Regions from separate parts of the Danio rerio genome. Here region 1 is linked to region 2. The links are chromatin contacts, called in public Hi-C maps. All regions are on one chromosome and are shown on one strand. The core of a region is the stretch at or near the end of the contact, and the rest is flanking DNA. Distances in the headings are between cores, read along the strand shown. Region 1 holds the start of prrg4 (proline rich Gla (G-carboxyglutamic acid) 4 (transmembrane)). Region 2 overlaps wt1b (WT1 transcription factor b).

What was found. Hi-C and Micro-C count contacts between places; a contact is called where the count stands out from the background.
Region 1: a Hi-C map of an unstated tissue shows a contact between it and region 2, with 5 times the contacts expected there. The contact joins the promoter of prrg4 here to the enhancer-like site in region 2. A contact is called at or near these places in 2 of 18 Hi-C or Micro-C datasets (caudal fin and an unstated tissue).

What each region holds. Positions count from the first base shown.
Region 1 is chr18:48,631,591-48,636,447 of GRCz12tu, reverse strand. It overlaps prrg4 (proline rich Gla (G-carboxyglutamic acid) 4 (transmembrane)), which reads right to left and starts at 2,168. Exons shown (of 7, transcript NM_001017637.2): 1 at 2,010-2,168; 2 at 1,659-1,771. The coding sequence starts at 1,761. It also overlaps a transcript of wt1b not described here.
Region 2 is chr18:48,559,495-48,564,191 of GRCz12tu, reverse strand. wt1b (WT1 transcription factor b) reads left to right here. Exons shown (of 9, transcript NM_001039634.3): 6 at 1,042-1,189; 7 at 2,096-2,185; 8 at 3,080-3,172; 9 at 3,272-4,212. The coding sequence ends at 3,393. Among named protein-coding and RNA genes, the nearest start is that of wt1b, 23 kb to the left of the region's middle. Within about 2 kb of position 2,106, at least 4 of the 62 cell types and tissues checked have an H3K27ac peak or open chromatin away from gene starts, as enhancers often do.

The DNA of each region.
Region 1 (4,857 bases), core at 919-3,418, 72 kb before region 2:
TACACGCATTTCAAAATAAAAGTCAAAATAAGTTAAACATTAAACATTTCTTGTTTTTTTTGCTTCACACTCCGCGACCCACTAAAAATGTTCCCAGTTAAGAAACACTGGTCTACGGAACAAACCATCATTATACAATAACTTGCCTAATAACCCTAACCTGCCTAGTTAAAATAGTTCAGCCTTTAAGAGTCACTTTAAGCTGTATAGAAGTGTCTTGAAAAATATCTAGTCAAATATTATTTACTGTCATCACGGCAAAGATAAAATCAATCAGTTATTAGAAACGAGTTATTAAAACTATTATGTTTAGAAATGTGTTCAAAAAATATTTTCTCTTTGTTAAACAGAAATTAGGGAAACGATAAACAGAGTGGCTAATAATTCAGAGGGGCTAATAATTCTGACTTCAACTGTATATATTAGGGCTGCACGGTATTGGAAAATCTGATATTTGAATGTTTTATTTTTCTGCAATAATATTGTGGTATGAATACAGTTTCGAAAGATTCTCTGGGGAGCCTAACAGTATTCAGGGACAGAAGTTGAATAATCACAATGCAAAAAAATGCTTTTCTTACTTTGTTTCGTCCTGTTTCTTGATCAAATATCGAAAAAATTATTTTAGGTCAAGTAAAAATACTGTTTAGTTTTCACCATCAGAAGAAATAAGTTAAAATTACGAGTTTTTTTGTGCTTGTTTTAAGGAAATTATCTGGTAAGTAAAATAATCTTGTTTTCGCTTTTAAATGTAGATATTTGGATTAGAAACAAGACAAAAATTAAGAAAGAAAGAAATTTTTTTTTTTGCATGAATCATGTAAATTCCATATAGCCACCATATAACGATTTTGATTAAATACAATTCCGTACCTCCTGGTCGACTGTAATATTGTGCAGCCCTAATGTGCATGTGTGAATATGTAAATATATATATATATATATATATATATATATATATATATATATATATATATATATATAAACTCCTAACTATATTTCTAAATTAAAAACAAAGTTTTTTTTATATACAAAAAAAGTTGCATCTCCATCCGTTGCAGGAAGATTACGTTAAAAAGTGAAATATATGTTTACATTTATTTTTATTTTTAGACAACAAAATAACAAGGTTGTAACTTCAGAGTTAAAAAAGCAATATTTTGGTGAAATGAACTTAAATAATCCTGACAAAAAAAGACTAATGACTAATGAACAATTGTCATTTATTTTCATTATTACATAACTTTCCCATAGCTGCATGTGCTCACATACACACGCACGCACACACGCATACACACACGCAAACACACACACAAAGGCATTTCTGTTGTTTATGTTCAGATCACAATGTTTCTAGGTTTTCCTAATTATGATTTATCGTGTGTGTTATAAACAGGCATACATATACATACACATATATATACATATACATACATACATATATATATATATATATATATATATATATATATATATATATATATATATATATATATATATATATATATAAACACACGACAAATCGTAATTTATAAAACCTGAACAACAGGATTTCAAATGGCATTTCAATAACAGTATGTTAACAGTAAATAGTAGTTTCATCATTGGGTTTAAAAAAACATTGAAGTGTTTAAAGGTTGTTTTAAAACACTGTTTACCTTCACTCTCTTGTTCTGCTCCTATCTGAAGGGTTTTCCTCGTACACGCACAGTGTCCACATAACGTGAAATGACACAGCAGCAGGAGGACAAATATAAGCATTTCTAGTCAACTGTAAGAGAAAAACACAAAATTCTGGATGTTTAACGACGTCTGGATTCCACACACACCCATATTGTGTTATGTGGGAACCTGAATAGAAGCAATTCAGAAGAAAGACACTAATATCAAACTAATAACGTAGCCACGACTGCTTTAGTTTCGGTTGTGCTCGTTTTCGATTCAGAAAAGCAACTTGATTTATCAGCCTTCGTGGTTAAAATCGACAGAATTAGACGCATAGGACTTACCTTTCAATAGTAACTTATATGTGCAGAGTTTATAAACTTTTATTAATTTCCAGACAGCACCTGAAGACGTTCATGGTTTGGGCAAAACGCCATTTTCTGTGGTCCAGGAAATGAAACGGCTGTTCAACTTCACAACACACACACACAAACCGTAGAGCTGGGAAACACCTGGTCAGACCTGACTAATCGAACTTCCTAACTAGAAAAGCGGAGAAAGAAAATGAACCCTGAAACATACTATTGCGAAGGCTTTGCTTATGAATATTTGTTAAGTTTCATGACGTTCAACCAAGTAACGCCTACCTGGCAGACGTTGTGAGTGCTGGTCAGTTTTTTTTTTTTTTGTATTTTAACAATACAAACATATTAATCATAACAATGGATGACAACAAGTACAAAGGTAAATAAAAAAAGAAAAAAGAAAAAACTACCGAGTACAGAGGCAGATTATCAAATTAAACGATATTCATAAAGTCTATATAAAATTTCACAGTTTTAACACTTTTTTTTGCTGTAAACATTTTGTAGAGTAGTTATTAAACAGTTTAAGTCACAGAGAAAATTCTGCATCTTAGGTACTGATAAAGAAAATTTACATTTATGAATATAATATTTACCCAATAAAATAAATAAATTACCTATAAATTCTATGTCATGTTTTTCATGATAAAAGTAACAAATTATATCACACATGGAAAAATTAATGTTAAACTTACATTTTGATGAAAAATAAACAGATAAATCAGACCAAAACATATTAACATGTGGGCATTTGGCAAAAAGATGATCAATTGATTCGATGCTTGATTTACAAAAGACACAATTTGAATTAGAATTACCAAATTTAGAAACAATCTCATTTGTGGGGTAAATATTGTGTAAAACTTTTAAATGTAGTTCTTTAACTTTGTTGGGAACACACAATTTGTAAGGTAAGAGCCAAGCTTTTTTCCAATTAATTTTATCTATTAAAGAATTCCAAAGAAATTTTCCCCTCGGAGTAATTCTTTTTTTTTTGGTCAGTTTTTTTTTGTTCATGAATATTCAATAGGTGTGACGTCACTTTACGCTACTCAGGTTTAGATCCTAAAATTCATAATTTTTATTATTTTAAATTTTGTAATTTCCCACGCAGAGCAAGCTGTACAACTGCGCCCAGATACTATGTTTAGCACGAGGTAAATAGGGTTACATTTATTTATTTATTTATTTATTTATTTATTTATTTATTTAAGTGTCTTGGCTACTAATTGGTCAGACATTCATTATATTTGCGGTTTAGTACACGGTTTCGTTCGTAATTTTGATGTGGATTATTATAATTGATAAAAACAAAAAAGAAAAATATATTGAATATATTAAACCTATTTTTATATTTCACATTCATAAACAACAATAAAAGTACTTACTAGTTTACGATTAATTAAAAGAATCACTTTATAGGGCTTTATTAGCCTGCATTTGTAACGATAATGTTTTTGGCTTATTAATTATCATTTGCATAACATTTCTACTATGAATATCATGGTCAAACTATGTTTACAGCAGTAAAACCATAGTTAGTTTGTGGTTACCATAATTTAACTGCAATTATTAATATCCTTTTGAAAAAACGAATTATTGTAAGGGCATTCAAGATGTATTTTGAAGATTATTTACAACATTATACCATTAATCAACAGTCTCTTTAGTTTCTTGCACAGACTAAATGTTTTGCTTTAAAAGATCTCAATGTATTATCAGGAGCCACGTGTATTTATTTAGTTTTATGCAGTGCCAATGACTGTTAAACATTCAGGTTCAGCTAAAAATTCAATGTTTTACTGTGGAAAAACCAAATCAACTTCATCTTGGTTGCCAAATTAGCAGTTACATTTTTTGGTGAAATATATTTAGCGTATTTCCCAGAGATGGGTTGCGGCTGGAAGGGCATTCGCTGCTTAAAAACTTGCTGGATAAGCTGGCGGTTCATTCCGCTGTGTTAATAAAGGGACTAAGCCGACAAGAAAATAGATGAATATTTAGCATAGGCTATGAACCACAGGTTGATTTTACGTAAATGGATCACTAGATGGCACCAAAAACTTGTTGCCAAAAGGATAGGTCCAATCCTTGATGTTGATTGGTCAATAGCTGTTTTATTTATCATCAATTTCTATGGGCAAAGTTGAGAGTTTTACGCTCTAGTCTGCTATTATTGCATCTGCATTACATTTTCATAGCCTTAAACATGACACTATACTAAACAAACTGTGATTGGTTGCTTTACGTGTTAGCTTTTGGGCAATGTTTGTCTGATGAAAGCTGCTCAGATTTGTTGGCTGCACATTTCATGATGTATGTCCAGCTCATCACATAGATTATACATTTGATTGGTGACTATTGAGGATATATGAGTTTAGTGAATTCACTGTCATGTATATAGAGTGACATGGTGCTTTATCCTTCTGAAATAGAGCTTTACAAGATATGTTCATCACTGTGCTCATAAAGAGATGGTCAGCAGCTTGGCATAAAGCAACTTTTCAGTCAACCCAATAAACCCAAACGCTTTTTCCAATTAAATTTAAATACACATTTTAACCCAACTGTTGGGTTTGTCTATATTTGACCCAACATTGAGTGACTATAGATGTACAAAGACTGTTCACTTGCATTACTATAGAGTACAATGCAGTGTAAAGTAAGAGTATAGTAAAGTGTAATCCCTTTCATTTAAAGTCCAAGTGAACTGGAAGTTGCTGAGACTTTCAAGTATGTTGATGTACTTCCAACTGACATGGAATATTGAGTAGGAGGCGGGCATTTCATTTTGTGTAACATTCCCTCACAGCAAACTAGTGGTAAG
Region 2 (4,697 bases), core at 857-3,356:
GATGGATACGGTCAGCAACAATACCAAAGCGTGCCAAGGAAATATCCCCCACACCATTACACCACCATCCTGAACCGTTGATACATGGCAGGATGGATCCATGCTTTCATGTTGTTGACGCCAAATTCTGACCTCTGACCTCAAAAAGGCATTTACACCCACAGAACTGCCGCTCACTGGACATTTTCTCTTTTTCAGACCATTCTCTGTAAACCCTAGAGATAGTTGTGCATGAAAATCCCAGTAGATCAGCAGTTTCTGAAATACTTAGACCAGCCCGTCTGGCACCAACAACCATGCCACATTCAAAGTCACTTAAATCACCTTTCTTCCCCATTTTGATGCTCGGTTTGAACTGCAGCAGATCGTCTTGACCATGTCTACATGCCTAAATGCATTGAGTTGCTGCCATGTGATTGGCTAATTAGAAATTTTTATTAACTAGCAGCAGGACAGGTGTACCTAATAAAGTGGCCAGTAAGTGTTTACTTTTGTTACCAAAATGCAGTTGGTTAATAAAATGGTTAATGATACAATCACTTTAGAAGCAGTTAAATCTTAGATGTTATTAATAAGTTGCGATATGCTTTTAGTGTTAAATCAGGACTGTTATATAAGCTTATATTGCCACCCGGTCAAAACTGACCCAGGAATGCAAAAGTGGTGTGCAGAATATGAATGCATGAGGTGGATTAAATCTATGGCTGTTTGCACACCAACATGACTTAACTCAGGAAAGTCTTTTAATGTACACAGACTGCTGGTGTTCAATGCATGCGTGCGTTTGGTATTAATAAACATCCATCAGAGCTCTGGAAGGCTGATAGTGTCCAGAGAATAATGTGCATATATGTATGTTTACAGTGGTAAAGCTTTCCCATCAAGGCTTTTAAAAGCTGCACTGATATTTGCCAGGCCTCAAGATAAGATGCAGAACTTCAAACAAACAGAGCCTCAGAAGTGCAGCAGAGTTGGCCAGTGGAGTTTGTTGATTGCCAATTATACTCCGGTTTTTAAATGTTTTTTTTTTGTTCTGTCCAGGATGTGCGGCGAGTACCAGGCATCCCTTCCTCCGGTAAATCATCATCAGACAGCAGTGAGAAACGGCCGTTCGTCTGCTCTTATCCAGGCTGCAGTAAGAGATACTTCAAACTGTCCCATCTGCAGATGCACGGCAGGAAACACACAGGTGATTTTCATCACACACAACAAATATAGGACTTAACACCCAGCTTCAGATTAATAATTAGTATATTCAAATTTTTTAATTTTTTTTAAAGATGAAATGAAAATCTAAAGTATTATTTACTCAACCTGGTGTTGTTTTAATATCATATGGGTAATGTGAAGGGGACGGTTCACGGTCAACACAGGGGAAAACAGGTGTGTACAAGAAATCCCGAGTCGTGGTCATTACACAGGCAAGTGGTCAGTACAGGCAGGCAGCAGACAACGTAAACAAACAAACAAACTAGGCAAGGGTCAAAACAGGTGCGTGTGAGCAGTGCATGACTGGAACTTGTGGTCAATATACTGGCGGATTTGTAGTCCTTTAGCAATCTGCCTGTTAACCAGAGAACTGCCAGGATTAGATCACAGGTGATTGAGACAATATGCCCTTCTTTTCCACAAATATAGAAACAAAAAGGTTAAAAGATGATCAAAGCATGGTCTGCACTGTGTATATAAATACATATATATGTGTGTGTGTATGTATGTAGGCCTATATATATATATATATATATATATATATATATACATACACCAAATGTAGCCTTGGTTGATTTTAGATTACGGTGCTTTTTTGGGCCCTCTAAGTTGCACAAGAACGAACAGAAATAATAAGCATCTGGAGTGAGTTATGTGACCTCGCAGCTCTGTTTTACTGATAAACACTTGATTTATGACGCTTGGAGAAAACAACAAGTAGAACCCGGGCATTCAGACAGTGCCCTCGTGTGGACGCTTTGTGTTTACGCCAGAGACTTCTATTTTGTTTGGCGTCTTTTAAGTTTAGTCCTTAACAAATATAATGCGATATGTAAACTAATGTGATTGAGGATTATGTTTTTTTTTGTGTGTGTGTGGTGTTCAGGGGAAAAGCCGTATCAGTGCGATTACACGGGCTGCGGCCGCCGCTTCTCCAGGTCTGACCAGCTGAAGAGACACCAGCGCAGACACACAGGTCAGAAAACACCCCTACACACACACATTCTGTATTCATTATACAATAACTTGCCTAATTACCCTAACCTGCCTAGTTTACCTAATTAACCTAGTTAAGCCTTTAAATGTCACTTTAAGATGTATAGAAGTGTCTTGAAAAATATCTAGTGAAATATTATTTACTGTCATCATGGCAAAGATCAAATAAATCAGTTATTAGAAATTAATTATTAAAACTAATATGTTTAGAAATGTGTTGGAAAAATCTGCTCTCTATTAAACAGAAATTGGGGAAAAGATAAACAAGCAGTCTAATAATTCAGGGGGGCTAATAATTCTGACTTCAACTGTATATTTATTTTTACATATAAAAATTATTATATTTACAAATATATAATTTTTTTACATAACATCTACATATGTGTGTATTATATATATATATAATGTATAATATATGTTATATATATATATATATATATATATATATATATATATATATATATATATATATATATATATATATATATATATATATATTTTTTTTTTTTTACATACAACCAACCACCAATATTTAAGTATTTTTAATAATCCAAAGGATAATTTTCCTGTACAGTATCATTTGTAGAATCTTGTCATATTTAAATAAAACACTAATGAATGTTGTACTTGGCGGTTCATTCCACTGTGGCAACCCCTGATAAATTAGGGACCAAGTTGAATGAATATTGTACTTCATGAATGGCAAATCTAGAGAAAATAGGAAAACTTGGAAGTGCTCACTTAAGATTCCCCTCCCACCAATCAAATGCTGTTCACTACAATTCCACCTCGCACTAATTAATCCCTTTGACATTTATGAAATACCATGAGCCGACAGCTGTGTGTGTGTGTGTGTGTGTGTGATATCCTGCAGGCGTCAAACCCTTTCAGTGTGAGACGTGTCAGAGAAAGTTTTCACGCTCGGACCACCTGAAGACACACACGCGGACTCATACAGGTAAAACAAGTGCGTAAGACTCCTCTTTCAAACCTCTCATTAACCATTTCATCCATTAGTTGCGGATGAACAGACTTGATTAAAATGTGTGTGTGTGTGTTGTCTCAGGTGAGAAGCCGTTTACGTGCCGCTGGCCGAGCTGTCAGAAGAAGTTTGCTCGCTCAGATGAGCTGGTCAGACATCACAGCATGCATCAGAGAAACATGAGCAAACTGCAGCCCACCGTCTGACACACACACACACACAGAAACACACACACTGACCCGTACACCAGGGGTGACCTGATGACATCACAACTCATTCATTTTCCTTCGGCATAGTCCCTTTATTCATCAAGGGTCGCCACAGTAGAATGAACCGCCAACTTATTCAGCATATGTTTTACACAGTGATTGTTGGGAAACATCCACTCACAACTGCTCATTCATACACACACACACACACACACACACACTACAGCCAATTTAGTTTATTCAATTTCCCTATACTGCATGTGTTTGGACTGTGGGGGAAACCGGAGCACCCAGAGGAAACCCATGCCAACACAGGGAGAACATGCAAACTCCACACAGAAATGCCAAATGACCAAGCCGAGGCTCGGACCAGAGTCCTTCTTGCTGTGAGGCAATCGTGCAAACCACTGAGCCACCGTGTCGCAGACATCACAACTGTACTAGCAAAATGAATCCATTCAGACTTGACACAACATGGAAACACTGCCGTTTACACAGTGTGTGTGTGTGTGTGTGTGTGTGTGTTTGGATAATATTGGATCATCTCTTTTTGTAAATAAGAACTGTTTTTACTTTTTTTCTACTTGATCTTTTTACACGCATGACCTGCTGAATGCACTGGGTATACGGTATGTTTGACAAGATGTGCTGGGTCATTTAAAGTCATCTTAATTTTGGAAAAAAAACAACAACAACACTGCACTGTAATGCCTTTGTGCATATTTAACGAGTGACAGCAGAATTTCTGAAAATGTCTTTTTATAATAAATGATATGATGCAATGATTTAAAGAACTATAAAAAATCTTCACATGTATTATTATATTCATTCATTCATTCATTCTCTACCACTTTTCCTGAGCCGGGTCGCAGGAGCAACAGTCTTAGGAGAGAAGCCCAAACTCCCCTCTCCCCAGACACTTCCTCCAGCGGGATCCTGAGCATTTCCAGGCCAGCCGAAAGACATGGTCCCTCCAGAGTGTCCTGTGTTTTACCCGAGGCCTCCTACCCGTCAGACATGACTGGAACACCTCCCTAGGTAGGTGTCCAAGAGACATCTGAAACCCGAGCCACCTCAGCTGACTTCTTTCAATGTAGAGGAGCAGCGGCTCTACTCTGAGCTCCTCCTGGGTGTCAGAGCTCCTCACCCTATCTATAGGGGTGCGCCCTAGCACCCAGCAAAGGAAACTCATTTCAGCTACTTGTATTCAAGATCTTGTCCTTTCAGTCATGACCCAAAGCTCATGACCATCGGTGAGAGCAGGAACGTAGATTGACTGGTAAATCGAGAGCTTTGCCTTT